Regions from separate parts of the Mus musculus genome. Here region 1 is linked to region 2. The links are chromatin contacts, called in public promoter capture Hi-C maps. All regions are on one chromosome and are shown on one strand. Each heading gives the region's core, a stretch centred on a gene start, on an enhancer-like site or on the middle of the called end of the contact. The rest is flanking DNA. Distances are from core to core; before and after follow the strand shown.

Evidence for each region. Promoter capture Hi-C pulls out the DNA fragments that hold promoters and counts their contacts.
Region 1: a promoter capture Hi-C map of cranial neural crest shows a contact between it and region 2, with 3 times the contacts expected there. The contact joins the enhancer-like site here to the promoter of Krt75 in region 2. A contact is called at or near these places in 14 of 39 promoter capture datasets (the C10 cell line, the HPC-7 cell line, HPC-7-derived erythroid cells and 9 more), 5 of 484 Hi-C or Micro-C datasets (the AtT-20 cell line, embryonic fibroblasts, embryonic stem cells and 2 more), 2 of 115 datasets of contacts at active chromatin or transcription factors (astrocytes and embryonic stem cells) and 3 of 9 other capture datasets (embryonic stem cells, liver and pancreatic islet).

What each region holds. Positions count from the first base shown.
Region 1 is chr15:101,771,501-101,774,226 of GRCm38.p6, reverse strand. No RefSeq gene overlaps it. Among named protein-coding and RNA genes, the nearest start is that of Krt72, 14 kb to the left of the region's middle. Within about 2 kb of position 1,421, at least 62 of the 459 cell types and tissues checked have an H3K27ac peak or open chromatin away from gene starts, as enhancers often do. A contact at or near this core is called in the AtT-20 cell line and pancreatic islet, where this site is marked.
Region 2 is chr15:101,572,313-101,575,225 of GRCm38.p6, reverse strand. It overlaps Krt75 (keratin 75), which reads left to right and starts at 1,322. Exons shown (of 9, transcript NM_133357.3): 1 at 1,322-1,895; 2 at 2,390-2,604. The coding sequence starts at 1,395.

The DNA of each region.
Region 1 (2,726 bases), core at 172-2,671, 200 kb before region 2:
CGGGTTAGTAGGTTTGTGTTTCTAACACAACCACATACATACACTTTACATAATTTATTGTTGAAATGGGGGCCCTTTGATATCATCAAATGCTAAACTGATCCTTGGGAAAGAGGCAAAGCAAAGACATCCAGGCTAACGTCCCTCTGGACCTGCCTGGCATTCTGACTTTGGATTTTGCTTCTTTTAATTGCCAGTTGTGGCGCAGTAGAAAAATCATGCCCTTGTAAAAATGGGTTTAACATTAGCTAGCCTTGTCCTTTTGGTGTGCCGGGAGCTCAGCTCAGCCCCATTGGAGACTTTTCTACCTGGCAGAATGGCTAATTCTCCTGAGAACTGGTATGGACCATTGTCAACAATGAAAGTGCTACTGTCATACTGCCCAGTTTGCTCTGGGGTGTTGGGACTCAGGGAGGGAGGTTAAACAGCTCACCAAGGATCAGACCATGTATCGAGGAGGGACAGAAGTGGGCGTTGAAGCCCTGTGAGGTTCTGGGGTCTGTGATTCCAGTCGTGGAGGACACCTCACAGCTGTTATGACTGCAGCTGTGTGTTGCGTAATGAAGACTCACGTGATTGGAAAGTGTTGCTAGGTGATCGTGCCAGGGTGCAGGCGTCAGAGTGTGCTTATGCGGAGTGTGCTTATGCCCACCTAGGCAGTGCAGCTCAACCCTGAAAAGATGTACACAGCTGTTGCTGGGGCAGCACAGTGGATAAGCAGAAGTCACACTCTCTAAGATGACGAATCAATGCATCGTGTAGCAATGCAGGCACTGGTGACAGCCATCTGTCTTCTTGTCAAGTATTGCGACTGCCTATAATTGTTTTATGCCTGGTGGTGTTGTGAGTGTGTGTTCTCCAGACTTACCACGAACACCTGAGTCCTACCCAGTGCTTTGGAGCATCATCAAATGACAGAAAGTTTTCAGCCTTCTTATCCCACTCTGGGACCTGGTTATATACACTGTTGTTTGTTGACCTGAACCTGTCGTGTGTCATTGCAAGATCTGAGTGACTGATAACTTCATTTGGGAAGAGTCTTGCTGAGTAGCCCTGGCTAGCTTGGAACACCCTGTGTAGCCCAGGCTGGCCCTTGACTTGCCATGGTCCTCCTGTCTCTCCAGAATACTGGGATTTGAGGTATTCAGCACCATGTTCTGTCCACGGGACTTGCATCTGTGGGTCTTTCTCTGTGTTTGTAGGATGTGTACTGATTGGTTCAGGGCCCAGGAGTCGGGCAGCAGCAGAAGTTGATAGAGTTAGACTGTGTATGGAACGTTGGATTTGTCTCAAGTGCTAACACTTCTGGTACATCTAACCTGTGCACACACTGCCCTCTGTCAGCAGCTCCTGGTACTGCACCTACCTCGGCCCTGAGAAAAAGATTACAAAGAAGCTGTGGGGGATAAACCCGGGTCAGCCCAGTGCCTCTCTGGGGGAGGAGCTGCTTGGCTCCCTGGCATGCCTAGACTGCTCCCAAACACTGAGTTGCCAGGGCCTTGTCTCCTGTCTCCTCCTTCCCCTCCTCTCCTCTCATGGAAGGAGAAAGGAGGCAGCCCCCTCTTTCTGAACCTCCCCACCTTCAGTAGCTAGCTGTTCTTTCACAGGGCTTTCCCTCAGGTGTCTGAGAACATCCCTGTTGTGTCAGAGGTCCTGGGAGCGTGGGAGGTCAGTCACTCAGCAACACTCCCTCCTCCAAGTCCCACTGGCATCTCAAGCAAGTCCCAACCTTGGCTATAAGGGCGACCTTTGAATAACTGTCTCTCAAAGCAGATGAACCAGCACTGCACAACTGTACATAGACAATCTTGTACAGGGCTTCCTGGAGGAGGATGTGGAAGGCTACTCTGTGGGTTCCCCAGGACTCCATTGCCTTAAATGCCTTCAGGGTGACTGGTGATTATTTTGCATTGCCTGTCTGTCTCTGTATTCCTCTTTGGCAGCTCCTTTCAGCACCAGCAGGGGGCTGGGGTGTAGAGGTGTCCTCCCTATCTCCTCCAGCCTCAGGGTAGCATCCACTCCACATCCCATGTTGCTGTGGGTCTCCCTTAGGAGGCCGATGGTCCTAACCTCATATTTCCTACCGTCTGTCCCCACAAGGGTTTTAGATCTAGATCTCCGAGGTTCCAGGTCCTTCCAGCTGTAACTATAGATGAAGAAGCAGAGGTGGCCTGGGACACTGCCAACCAGCAGTGCATTTCATTCCTGGCTTTGTTTCTTTGCTACTCATCAGTCTGCCTGCCTTTGTTGTCTCTTTATTTTAACAATGGGGAGAAGGGGAAAGGATTGGCGTGAGGGTGAGTTAAAATGGTTGAAGTGCTGATTCCAGTGACTGGTGCCTGTAAGCCGTGGACAAGCAGTTGCTCCGAACTTCTCTGAAATGTGCCTACCAGACTAGCCCATTCCAGTCCTGCTCCATACAGCTCTTACTGCATTCTCCTCGGACCCCAGAAGGCTCTTTCCCATGGCTGCTGGCTTGCTCCACACTACCCTCTGCTCTTCCTCATGACCTGGAAAATAAGTGTGCCCCAGTCCTGATCTCACTGCTTCCAGTCTCCTGGCTCCCTGGTGGTCGCTGTTCTCCCATCTTGGCTCTCCTGGCTCCTGGTTCATTTTACAAAGCCCCCTTCTGATCTGGCAGTGGGCATTGTGACTTGTGGCCAGCCATCAAACCCCCACTTGCCTTCTTGAGACCCCTGGTCACTAGGGAAGTGAGGATTTGGTTC
Region 2 (2,913 bases), core at 73-2,572:
GGATCCTGTGGTCAAAGAAGAGAACTCTTGAAAATTGCCATTTGATCACCACACATGTGCTATCGTGTGTGTGCAGCAGACACACACACACACACACACACACACACACACACACACACTAATAATAATAACAACGGCTTCTCCAGTAACTATCACTTGGAGCTGCTCTGATGAGAGAAATAAGAATTGGATAAGAATAAGGATACAGGTCTTCAGAACCGAATAGTCTGGGAGACTTCCAGAAGATAGCCTCAAAGATAGTGTTACTATGTATACCATTTTGTTCAAAGTTACCCAGCATGCTTCAGTTTTGCCTTCCCAACAGGACCCTGAGCTTACTGATAAAAATCAAGAATGTGTGTTACATTTCTTCCAAACCCTCACAGGACTCACTCAAGGATGAACATGTGGCCAGTCATTCATGAATACCTGTCTTATCTGCCGAAGACTGACACAGTGGACCTATCCTCTGCATTTATATGGCTGAAGCACTGTGAAAGCAGTTTTCATATGCGAATACTCTCCATAAACTCATTCCGCAGACACACACTGAGCCTCAGAAAAGTTGTATCATCAGTACAAGGACCCACTGCCCAGTGCACTACTGGACCAGCCACTGGAGGGGTTGGAATCCAAACCCAAGTGTTTCTGTTCCCACTCCTGTCCACAGACGACAGAGTGACAAACAGCCTTCAAAGGCAAAGATGGGCACAGACATGGCATCCATGTGTGTGCATATCGACACAAGTGCTACAGGAAATCACATGATACCCAGCAGGCATGAATGATTTGGAGCAAAATTAAAGGGCCATTCATGTTGTGTGGAAGCCTAAGGAAGATGAACACCAACCTGGAGGACCAGCCTTATAGGCTGGAGAAGCTGCTGAGAAAATGCTCCAGCATAAGAAACACGGGAAGGAACAGGAGACAGTGTTGCAGCCGCTTGTGTTGACACAAGATGTTTGGACTGGAGGGAGTTGGTCCTGCGCCTAAGAAAGCGGTTCAAAAATGAGGCAGTGTTTTTGAGTCCATTAGAAGATGCATGGTTAGGACATGACTGAAAGCAATTAAGTTTATTCTCACTGGTCTGCTGATCAAGTTACAACTAGAAAGAAGTTTCCACGTGGGGGAGGGGGAGAGGGAGGCAGCAAACCAACCAACCGGTGGCTTTTTTTTTAATGCCATTTTCTGCGGGGTACTCAGGGTGAGCTCAGGGCTGGCAGATGCCTAGGGGATGCCATCAGCAGGGGCCCCTTCATTAATCAAGCTCCGCCCTTTGGGGGAGGCCCATAAAAGTCTAAGGACCTGCACCTCCCTAACCGCCTGGCTTCTCTATCCCCTTCACGAATCTACGAATCTACCTCGGAGCTCCTGTGCTGCCTTCTTCGCCCATCATGTCCCGGCAATCCACCATCACCTTCCACTCCGGCAGCCGCAGGGGCTTCAGCACAGCCTCAGCCACCACACCTACGGCTGGACGCTCCCGCTTCAGCTCCGTGTCTGTGGCCCGCTCCTCAGGAAACAGTGGGGGACTGGGCAGGATCAGTGGTATTGGTTCTGGCTTTGGAAGCCGCAGCCTCTACAACCTAGGGGGGACCCGGCGGGTCTCCATTGGTGGCTGTGCTGGCAGTGGCTTCAGGGGTGGCTTTGGTGGCAGGACTAGCAGTGGCTTTGGGGGCAGCAGTGGCTTTGCTTATGGAGGTGGCATTGGAGGGGGCTTTGGTGGCCCTGGCTTCTCTGTCTGTCCCTCTGGAGGCATTCAGGAAGTTACTGTCAACCAGAGCCTCCTGACTCCCCTCAACCTGCAAATCGACCCCACTATCCAGCGGGTGCGGAAAGAAGAACGGGAGCAGATCAAGACTCTGAACAACAAGTTCGCCTCCTTCATTGACAAGGTGGGACCTGTGCTCACCCATCCAAGTTCCCAGTGCATGGAGTCACTAGGTGGGGGTGGCTCATCTCTGGAGATAGCAACAATGGGGGAAGGGTCCCCAGGAGAACTTTGCTCAACCAGTGCCATCCATGGACATTCTCAAGTCAGGCCATCTGGCCCACAGGACTCTTAGAGATGCTTCCTTCTCCTCTCTGGGAGTCCCCCTCCAGAAAGAGGGGTTCTAACTATGCTACTACCAAAGTATCAGCATTGAGAAACTCAACCCAGACTCCGTGACTCCTGCTATGTTGGTCCCCATGTCCAGTCCATTAAAATCCTAGAGTCTCTAGGGTACTTCCATGGGCTTTCTCATTTGGAGGTGGATTTATCATAACATAGCCGCTGATCGATCACGGCGTAAAAGCCCCTTTGTGCTTGTCTCCTTTGTTAGCAGGTGTGCCTGTTTCTGCCTCCCCGGCTTCTCAAGTGAGGCTCATTCTCTCTGCTCCCCTGTAGGTACGCTTCCTGGAGCAGCAGAACAAGGTCCTGGAGACCAAGTGGAATCTCCTGCAGGAGCAGGGCTCTAGGACAGTCAGACAGAACCTGGAGCCTTTCTTCGATACATATGTCAATGACCTCCGCCGGCAGCTGGATGGCATCACAGCTGAAAGAGGCAGACTGGATGCTGAACTGAGGAACATGCAGGAGGTTGTAGAAGACTTCAAAGTCAGGTGAGTGGGGAGACAGTCTCCTGGCTGCACACAACCGACCCTGGGGCTGTTTCCTCTGAGGTCCAGAGAATGCAGAGGCGTGAATGCCACACCAGCCAGGAATGTTGGATGAGCAGGGAGCCCAGAGTGCAGGAGATGGAGGGGACCCTAGTGCCTTCGTCTCAGCATCAGGGCTAACAAGGAGTCTGTTCTTATCTTTCTAAACCACTGAGGTGGGCACCAGCGGCAGCATCTGTCAAAATGAACACCGCAGCTCATCCTGGTGAATGGTGTTGCTTCCCCTTTGCCTGTTTATCTCCACTGGATGTG